Linked DNA regions of Sus scrofa: region 1 is linked to region 2. The links are chromatin contacts, called in public HiChIP or PLAC-seq maps. All regions are on one chromosome and are shown on one strand. Each heading gives the region's core, a stretch centred on a gene start, on an enhancer-like site or on the middle of the called end of the contact. The rest is flanking DNA. Distances are from core to core; before and after follow the strand shown.

Region 1 (4,758 bases), core at 297-2,796, 130 kb after region 2:
AAAAGAACAGCAGTGCTAAAGAAAGGGGTATATCTGTTCCCAAGGTGGATGCAGTTGAAACTCTCACACAAACTGCCTTAAAACCAAACCAAACCCAAACAACCCCCTGGAGTTAGTCTCTATACAACGTGGTTATTACATCAACTGTTCCGTTCCAGGGCAGAGCTCCCTGAAGGAGCTTTAGGATCTAGTCCTGTTGTCCAAGACGGTTTTAGGACAGAACTGGCACCTGAAGGTTGCTTTTCCGTAGTCCCCAAATTCCAATTCAATCCCCCCTTAAAGTCCGGTGTCCTCTGATCTTCAGAATCATAAACCTGCTCTCTCCAACCTCCCACAGCCGTGAAATGAGCTCACAGCAAGATGGGAGAATTCACAAAACAAGAAAAATGAGCATCCCCAGTGTTGAGCGCAGAGCAAGGCTTCTGTAACTGGAAGTCCTCTCAATCTAGACCCCGCAATGCCTTTTAGAAAAGGTTCCTTTATCATCCCGTATGTTAGTAAACGCAGAAAATAACGACATACAAACCTAACAGCAACTGCGTATCTGGGATGTCTGATACTAACAGACTGTTGGACCGCCTTTTCATCATTATTATTGCTATGGCTCTTTTAAAAGAGAAAAGAGGGAGAAGTGCGGAATTTTTTTAACTCATCAAAATCCTTCTTGGACTCTGACCAAATCACTCCTAGCCCTTCTTTGCCTCTGTTGTCCTGTTGACTAACAGAACCCCTGAAAATGTCCCTGCTCAAGTTACACTCTGCTGTCACAGAGCAGGACTTGCAGTGTCACTGTTAGTAGATGTTGGCCTAGATTTGAACCCTGACTGCCTCTAGCAGCTGTGTGATCTAGAGCAAGTCCATCTCCCTGTCTTGGTTTCCTCTTCTGAAAAATATCTAACCATAGCCAACACATCTATAGTGCTTACCTGAATCACTGTTCATTTAATCCTCACCACAACCCCGAGAGGAAGAAGTTATACACAAGCAACTGAGGCACAGAGAGGTTGAGTAACTTCCCCAAGGTCATACAGCTGGTAAACTGCAGAGCCAAGTCCAGGTTCTAACCACCACACCTACAGCCTCTCCAGTTGAGGACACACCTACTAAGGGCTGTTTTGAGGATTAAGCGAGATAATATATGAAAAGCCTAATACATGTCGTGTCTTATATCACGTGTATGTTATAGGCTTTTTTCCCTTCTGCACTGGGAAATCTATAAGGCTTTTTCTTGGGGCAGAAAAAAAAGAGGTTGGAGGGAAGAGAGCAGAGGCGAGGGGAGGAAGAGGGCGAAGTGGAACGTGGACAGGGAGAAAGGGGGCAAACGAGGCAGGGGGTGGGGGCGCTGAATATTCTAGACCCAAGAAATCGAGAGGGCTGGGCCTGGAGAGAACGCGAAGACTCTCTCAACTGTAAACAGAAACCTGCCTGAGAGCAGACCTTAAACCGGTGCGGCCTCAGCCTCGGGCCAGCTCGGCCCAGGCGGGGACCTGCTTCCCGTCCGAGCCGCGGGTCCGCCCCACGCCGGGCGGGGCCTGGCCCGCCCCTTGCGCCTGGAGCCCGGGAGCCCGGGAGCCCGGGAGCCCCAGGCCCGAGCCACGCGATCGGCCGCCGCCCGGGGCTCGGGCCGGGGACGCGCGATGGCGACCTGGCGGCGGGACGGCCGGCTGACGGGCAGCCAACGGCTGCTGTGCGCGGGGCTGGCGGGGGCGCTGAGCCTCAGCCTCACCGCGCCGCTGGAGCTCGCCACCGTGCTGGCCCAGGTCGGCGTCGTGCGCGGCCGCGCCCGGGGGCCGTGGGCCGCAGGGCTGCGCGTGTGGCGGGCCGAGGGCCCCCGCGCGCTCTGGAAGGGGAACGCGGTGGCCTGCCTGCGCCTCTTCCCCTGCAGCGCCGTGCAGCTGGCCGCCTACCGCAAGTAAGAGCCCGGCTGGGGGGGGGAGGCGGGGGCGGGGCCCGGGCCCTGGAGGCCGCCGCCGCGGGGGTGGCGCGGGGGTTCCGCCGCCGGGGTCTCGCGGCCTTGCGCCACCCGGGCGCCGGGATCGGGGCTGGCGGTGCGCCGCAACCGGGTTCCGGGTCGCGTGGGAGCCCCTCCGGCCAGAAGGCGACCTCTCTGGCCCCCAAAGCGCAGTCCCCAAGTCGTTCACCTTCTCTTGCGGTTCCTGCCCCGCCAGGAGCGGTTTGGTGAGGGCGCAGCTCTGGCCCAGAGAGGCCGACTGGGTGGGAGGGGCGAGGAGGTGGAAAGGGGCCCATGGAGATTGGGGGGGAAGGAGTGAGGAGATCTCCGGATGGTTAGCTCCTAATCCATCCCACAGTCCACCCATTTGGACATGTTGCCTTGGCTGGCTCAGGAGAGTGACCCTTCTGAAGGTGCGTGTATGGAATTCTGTGTGACCAAAGCCCCCAGAAGAACGTACTTAGTATAAGGGGCAGAGAGCCCAATCCATGGCGACAAAAAAGCCACGGAGTCCTGCTCTCCTCCCAAGAAGCTTGCCTTTAGGGTCCAACAGAGGCTGCAGCTTCCCCTCCCCAAACTGCAGACAACCCATCCCTCGCTGCCCGCTGGCCTCCTTCTTTGGGCTTTTAACACCTTCTCCCGCAACAGCTGCCTCTTAGGAAAACATCTAAAGATGTAACACAACTGGATGAGTTTGTGTTTTTGTTGTTGTTTTGGTTTTTTCCTTTTTTAGGGCTACCCTCACGGCATATGTAAGTTCCCAGGCTAGGGCTCCTGGAACTGGAGCTACGGGACTACACCACAGCCACAGCAATGTTGGATCCGAGCCACGGCCGACCTACACCGCCACTCCAGGCAACACCGGATCCTTGACCCACTGAGCGAGGCCAGGGATGGAACCCACGTCCTCATGGACACCAGTGGGGTTCGTTACCCCTGAGCCACGACAGGAACTCCCTGGATGAGTCTTAAAGCTTCCTCAGACCTCAGAGATATTTGCATTTTTAACTGGAAACAAAGCCTTAAAGAATGAGGTGGTAGTGATGGACTTTCAGGTTGAGATGTTTCTGTGTTCCTCATCCGGTGGGCACCGTGCCAACCCCAAAGAATGGCCTGAGCTCAGAGAAACAGCCCACCGTCTTGACCAGGTGCAATGGCCTGGGAAGCTAAGCGTCAAAGGCTTTTGCCTTTGGCTCTGGGAGGCCAGAGCTGGATATCTCACCTGGCAGCTGACCAGCCCGATGGAATCTTCCTTATCTCTGAGTCCTCCAGGCCTGCCTTCACCTCTGCCTGGGAATAGAGTTGCCTGCTCTTCTTGGGGAAGGGAGGGTACTGAGATCCTGAGGCATTTCTATCAAGGCTCACGTTCCTGCTCAGCCCCCTTGCCCTCAGCAACATCTGGCCTGCAGTCTGTAAACAGTTCTCTGAGTTTTAACGACTTAATTTTCCCCCACTTACTCTATTTTCCACCGAGTAGGTTGGAAATCTTTCTTTGGAATGTGTGCCAAGGGGAGGGAGGCAGGACTTCAAAGGCTGGTTCAAGTACTGTGGCTTTGCTGCTAACCTTCTAGAATATATACAGTCATCCCTCGGTATGGGGGGGCAGGGGGTGGGGAGACTTGGTTCCAGGACACCGCCCCTCCCCCCACCAACACCGGAATCCCCAAATGTTCACGTCTGTCAGATCAAATGCAGTAGGTATTTGCATATAACCTGTGAACATCCTCCTGTATACTTTAAATCAGCTCTGGATTCCTTATATATAGTACCTAGTTACAATGTAAATATTATGCAAAGAATTGTAAATGTAATGTAAATATTATGTAAATCATGGTTGACTGCAGCAAATTCAAGTTTTGCTTTTTGGAACTTTCTCGAATTTTTTTTCTGAGTATTTTCAATCCACGGTTGTGGAACCTACAGATGTGGAGGGCTGACTGCATATCACTGGATTTTTCACAGCTTTATTGAGTTATCATCGACATATAAAAACTGTACATGTTTGGGAGTTCCCTGGTGGTCTAGTGGTTAAAACTCCCCACTCTCACCGCTGTGGCCCAGGTTCAGTCCCGGGTCTGGGAACTGAGGTGTCACACCAAGCCGCTGCACGCTGCAGCCAAAAAGAAAATGGTACATGTTTAAGGTGTACAACCTAAAATGTGTTGATATATGTATACACGTGAAATGATCACCCAAATCAAGCTAATTAACATATCACCTCTACTTAGTTACCATTGTGTGTGTGTGTGTGTGCATCGTTGGATTTTTACAACTCCTGTCCACAGTGCAGGAAGTATTATGCCCATTTTACGGATGCAGAGTTGGGCTCTGATTGGCCACATCACACATCAGGGACAGAGCGGACACCCACCTGGCCTTCTGACCCCAGTTCCCATGCCCTTTCTCTTTGTATTCATTAAATGCCCACTGTGTGCATGATGCTGGGGACAAGGCAAGGGGCATGGTCCCTGTGCCCCAGAGCTTACAGAGCAATAGAATATGACTGGTGTGTCTGTAGCATGCGATTGTCAAAGATAAAGTGCTGTAGAAATTCATGCTTCTCCGGAGGAGGGAGGAGGAGGTTCTTGAAGATGTCACAGGGGAGAAAAATCATCCGATTGGTCTTGGGTGAATGAGTAGGAGTTTTCTGGCAAAGATGGGGAGAAAAATATGGCAGGCAATGCCACGAGCAAAGGCACAGAGGTGGGAAGGCATGCAGCGTGACTGGAGCATAAGGTGTGGCTCCGGCTGTAAATGGGAGCTACAGCCAGAATAGCAGCTCGGAATGTGATCTTGGAGGGCCAGGT
Region 2 (5,222 bases), core at 17-2,516:
TTTTAGAATTCTGAGGTAAGAAGCCGATTCTCTCCAGTCTCCTGCGTGTTGGGAGGGGGAGTAAATTATGTGCAAGCAGATAGAACTCCTGATGGAAAAGTACCCGCTCTGGGCTGCAGATGTGTACATGGGTTGGTTTTAATTATTTCCCCCCTCTCTCTATCCTTTCTTCAGCTCCGCTCCCCCTGCCACAATAAAGAGGGCGACCAGATTAGGACTCTGAAGGGTATAGACAGTCCTTTCTCCTTAAGGCCGCTCCTGTACAGCCGGTTAGTACATCAAAGGCCGGATGAAATACTGAGGAAACGAAAAGACCAAACCAAGGTTTCTTACAAACTCCCACCTTCCTTTGGGCTATTGCGACTGCCAAGGGTAGCTCGACCGAGTTCAAATAGAAGAACACTGCCAAACAGAGAAACTTTGGTCATTATTCTGAGAAAAAAAAAAAAACCCAGCATAATAGAACATTGTTGATGTGGGATTATTGAGCAAATCAGTGATTGCAAAAGGCTTTAGTCTTCCAAGAACGAACCCAAAGCAAATCGGGAGATCTGTTGAACTGTTTCCCCACATATTGGGAGAGTTGTCAGATGAACCCTGTGCACTGACTTTAGCTATCCCCACAGCATCTGGAGGGGAGTGGGGGATTGGAGAAAGGTCGTCAAAGAGGGTGAACGGGGGTTCCCAAGGTGGAAATGGGTGGTCTGGGGCTCTAGGATGGGAAAGGAACTCAAGGAGTGAGTTTCCTTGTCTCCCAAGAAAGCCTCGTGGTCCCTAGGGCTGGCCTGGGAAAGATGAGGCTTCGTAATGGAAGGCGGGGAGAGGCCTGAAGCAGGCGAAATGGAGTCGGTGTTTGGCTCGCATCAGGTGGCAGAGGGGGCCTCATGCAGAGCCGCGCAAAGCTCTGCATGAGCAAACTGGGAGTGCGGAGGAGGGTTGCGCGCTGCGTTGCGGTTAACTAGAGGCTGGCGTGAGGCTGGGGCTCGGCCTCGCAGGTAGAGCTGAGGGGTGTGCTCCGCAATCTAGGAGGAGGCTGGATCTGGCTGGGGGAGAGCAGCCACCATCCAGAGGCAACGCGGGGGGGGGGGTTCCGAACTGGGCTGCGCTCCACTGAGCGGCGCCGGGAGCTTCGGCCGCCGCGGGGAGGCGGGGCTGAGAGGTCCCGCCCGTCCAGCCCCGCCCCCGCCCCGCCTGGCTCCGCCTCCTCCGCTGGCTAGTCCTCATCCGCCTGGCCCCGCGCGCCACTAGCTCGCGGAGAGGGTGGAGGAAACGAGTTCCGGAGCCCTCCAACCTTTGCTCCAGCGATCATGGCTGCCGAGGATGTGGCGGCTACCGGCGCCGACCCGAGCGAGCTAGAGGGCGGCGGGCTGCTGCATGAGATTTTCACGTCGCCGCTCAACCTGCTGCTGCTCGGCCTCTGCATCTTCCTGCTCTACAAGATCGTGCGCGGGGACCAGCCGGCGGCCAGCGATAGCGACGACGACGAGCCGCCCCCGCTGCCCCGCCTTAAGCGGCGCGACTTCACCCCTGCCGAGCTGCGTCGCTTCGACGGCGTCCAGGACCCGCGTATACTCATGGCCATCAACGGCAAGGTGTTCGACGTGACCAAAGGCCGCAAGTTCTACGGGCCCGGTACGGCGGCTGGCCGCCGGCGGGGGGGGGGGGGTGGCCGCAGAGACAAAAGAAGGGGCCCCGGCACGGGGCTGAGTCCCGGAGAGGCGAGGGGGGAGCGAGTGCCCCGGGGCTGGGGGCGGAATGGCGGCGAGCCGGGGAGGGCGGGGCAGGGCGGCTCCCAGGGCGGGCGGGGGGCCAGAGGCGCCCTAGAAGGGCTGCGGGGCGAGTGGGGGACGCAGATTCCAGGTCCGTGCCGCCAGTCGGACCGGGAGGAAGAAGGTTGAAGCGCTTAAGCCGGGAGTGGGTGGGTGAGATCGCAGCGCTGGGAAGGCGGGGGAGCACAGCAGGGCGCAGTGTTCGGGGAGTTTCGAAGGTATCGGGTTTGGGGGTTCCTGGAAGGAGGGGCGGGTGTCGGGCTGGAGAAAGGAAATGAGGGTGTCTCGAGGGAGACGGGGGGGCGGGGAGGCGGGAGGAGGTCGGGAGGTCCAGCGTCGAAGGGGACTCGAAGGCCGGATGACGCCTGGAGTAGCCATGGTGGAATGTGAGGGTGTGGGGGAGAGAACGCGGAGATGGGATTGGCAGCAGGTAGGAGCATTGTGCGTGGCCGATGAGTGATGTGTGTGTGCGTGTTGAGTGTCCGTGGCTTGTCAGGCGTGTGTGTGCGCGCGCGCGCGTGCGCTGGGAACGAGGCATGGCGTGTGTCAGGTATGTGTGTGGCGTGTGTTTGATATGTGTGCGCGTGCTGTGTGTGGCAGACGGGGAGAGCTGGGAGGTGAACAAGGGAGGCCCCATGGGGGAAGGGAGCTGGATGAGGAAGGCTGAATATAGCGGCCGAGAGGAATGTGGCAAGGCGAGAAGGTAATACAGTATTACAGTCCATAGCAGGAGAGAAAGGACTAGAAGCCAAAAAAAAAAAAAAAAAAAAAATTAAAATGGAGGGAGGGAGGGAGGGAGAAGTGGGAGGATCCTGAGAAACAAAAGGGGTAGGGCTCTGAAGGCTGCGGGGTGTGGGGATTTCAGGAAAAGCCAACCCTAGGGGAAATGAGGGGTGGATGACGGCTGAGCTGTTGGAGGGGGGCAGGCTGGAAGGGGCCTTGGAGATGAGGCTTTGCCAAGCTTGGTTGCGGATCAGAATCACCTGATGCGCTTGAGGTACAATACAGATTCCCGGCCTGATCTCCACCACCGCGGAAGAGTCTGGTGGGCTCTGGTGGGCGGCGGGGGAGGTCCAGGAGTCTGCATTTCAACACTCCCACCCCCTAGACCAATGCCACAAGCATCCAGGTTTGGAAGGCCTGCTTTATACACTGTTTGGACCGGAGGAAGAAGAGATTTTTTAGCTCCTCCGATATGGACACCTCTAAAAACAAGGGGACCCAGGGAGTGTGTCCACTGGTCTGGGCACAGGGGAAGTGTGTAGAAGGCAGCCATCTTTCCTTCGGCCCCACTCAGACTTTGTTATTCTCTCCCAATCCAACTCATCAAAATCAGATGTGTTAAGGTTCTGAAGGAAATCTCCCACTTAGCAGTTTTTCCTTGTGGCAGAGATTCAGAAGACCTACTTTGTAGGCATGTAACTGTCCAAATCATTTGAAAAAACCACACCTATATTATTTGTCCCTGAAGTGGCACACCTGGAGGCATTGTCAGTAAACATGCGAGTGTAAATACCTGCCATTACGGAGCTACACCATAAATGACCTGATGCCTGGAGCAGCAGCATATGATGGTGGTTTGCAGAGTCATCGAGAAGAACCTAGGCCTGTGTACAGAGCACGACGCTGGGAGTGAGGCCGCCTGGGTTCTCCGCCTGGTTGGATCACTGACCAGCCGTGTGGCCTGGGGCAAAGCGCTCTTCTCTCTGGGCCTTCGTGGTCCCTCTTCAAAATGATAAGGATGGCCCGTTGTGAGCTCTCTCAGTCTCCACCTGCACTGTCATCCAGTGAGGCCATGCCTATGTGAGACTGTCACGGGGAAATGATACTTCATGTTATAAAGGATTCCCAAAGGTCATCATGTTTCATGACGTTGTTGTACGCAGGGCACTTTTGTGGCCTCTGGGAACAGAGCAGTGAACAGAACAGGCAAAGAGCTCGGCTCATGGAGCTTACACGCTAGTGAATGTACGTTCTGCTGAATAATATATTAATAATTAATATATAATAATAATATTAATATATTATATTAATATATATTATTATATATAATAATAATATTCTCCAACGACTTGCAGTGCTCCCCTCAGATCCTTTTAGTATCCTGTGACCATGGCTTCTGAAACGGCGAGGTCCCAACCCGTGCCTTGGCCTATTTACCTTCCCTAGTGGAGATGGTACTACGTAATGCTGATTAGAAACAGCTGTTTTTCTTTGGAAACCTATGTGCTTTTAAAAGTTGATCATTAATTTCATCTAACTTGTAAAAATAATAAAAAAGAAAAAATCCCGGCAGATTGAGGTTTCAGGTGACCAGGCCGTATTGAGACTCAGTCTGTTCTTATACTTGGCGTGGTGGTTACCCGAGTCATGAGCTCAGCCTTTCCTGTCAAAGGTGCTGCTCAGTCCGCCTTTGGGGAAAGAACACTGTTTAAAGTACACTGGATTCTTTTCATTTACTTGTGCAATATTTAAATAAGTCTAAAAATCCACTCGAAGGACCTGCAGCATGATTCACTGCTCTCCGAGACTGACGTTTAGTATCACGTTCTATATAATAGCATAATATTATGTATAATGGCATTGAGATATTTTATAGGATTTCCAGTCTTCTCTTCAGCACCCCCAGAACCATGCCATGTCTCTGTTGACAGGGAAGATTATGTAGATTTCTGAACCACCAACCCTCATAACATGATGTCTCCTGCAGATGCCACGTGTTGACGTTGAACACAGATCTCTGGACCTTTGCCACCCAAGAGCTCTATCATTTTGACTCATTAAATTATATTAGAGTACGTGTGAGATGATGTTGGCATTTAAACGAGTTGTTTCTTATCTGCAGAAGCCAGAACTTTCACTGGTGTAGCCCAGGTGCCTAGAGCAGAGCCAGGCCCCCGGCTCAATGTCCAGAAGTTGAATTCTGACCCATGAACTCAGTATTATCTTGCATCATTCTCTGCTAACCCCGCCACCCCCGGCCAGGAGATAATCGTTTATGGCTTTTTGTTGAGGTATTTGAAAACATCCCAGGAAATGGATGCTAATATATATAGCATTTTGATTTAGTTTTAGTTAAAAGTTTCATGACCACCCGTCTTTATCCACCACATAATGATCCAAGTATCAACATCCCTTACGATTTCCAGATGGAACTTGATAGTCAAGAAGCAGGCTCTCGCTGTGGTAAGGAAGCCATTTTCTGTATGAGAACTACAGAGCAATTGCATGTCTGATAAAGAACCGGTCTTTGGTCTGGTTTTGTTTTGTTTTGTTTTTAAAGAGGGGCCGTACGGGGTCTTTGCTGGAAGAGACGCATCCAGGGGCCTGGCCACGTTTTGCCTGGATAAGGAAGCCCTGAAGGACGAGTATGATGACCTTTCTGACCTCACTCCTGCCCAGCAGGAGACCCTGAATGACTGGGACTCTCAGTTCACTTGTAAGCATTTTTTT

What was found. HiChIP or PLAC-seq counts read pairs in DNA pulled down with a chosen protein or histone mark.
Region 1: a contact with region 2 is called in an H3K27ac HiChIP or PLAC-seq map of alveolar macrophages. The contact joins the promoter of SLC25A43 here to the promoter of PGRMC1 in region 2. A contact is called at or near these places in 2 of 47 Hi-C or Micro-C datasets (liver and skeletal muscle) and 1 of 2 datasets of contacts at active chromatin or transcription factors (alveolar macrophages).

The regions. Positions count from the first base shown.
Region 1 is chrX:97,867,258-97,872,015 of Sscrofa11.1, forward strand. It overlaps SLC25A43 (solute carrier family 25 member 43), which reads left to right and starts at 1,547. Exons shown (of 5, transcript XM_001927589.4): 1 at 1,547-1,912. The coding sequence starts at 1,638. It overlaps AKAP17B (A-kinase anchor protein 17B), which reads right to left. Exons shown (of 7, transcript XM_021080242.1): 1 at 2,142-4,758.
Region 2 is chrX:97,734,136-97,739,357 of Sscrofa11.1, forward strand. It overlaps PGRMC1 (progesterone receptor membrane component 1), which reads left to right and starts at 1,267. Exons shown (of 3, transcript NM_213911.1): 1 at 1,267-1,632; 2 at 5,053-5,208. The coding sequence starts at 1,308.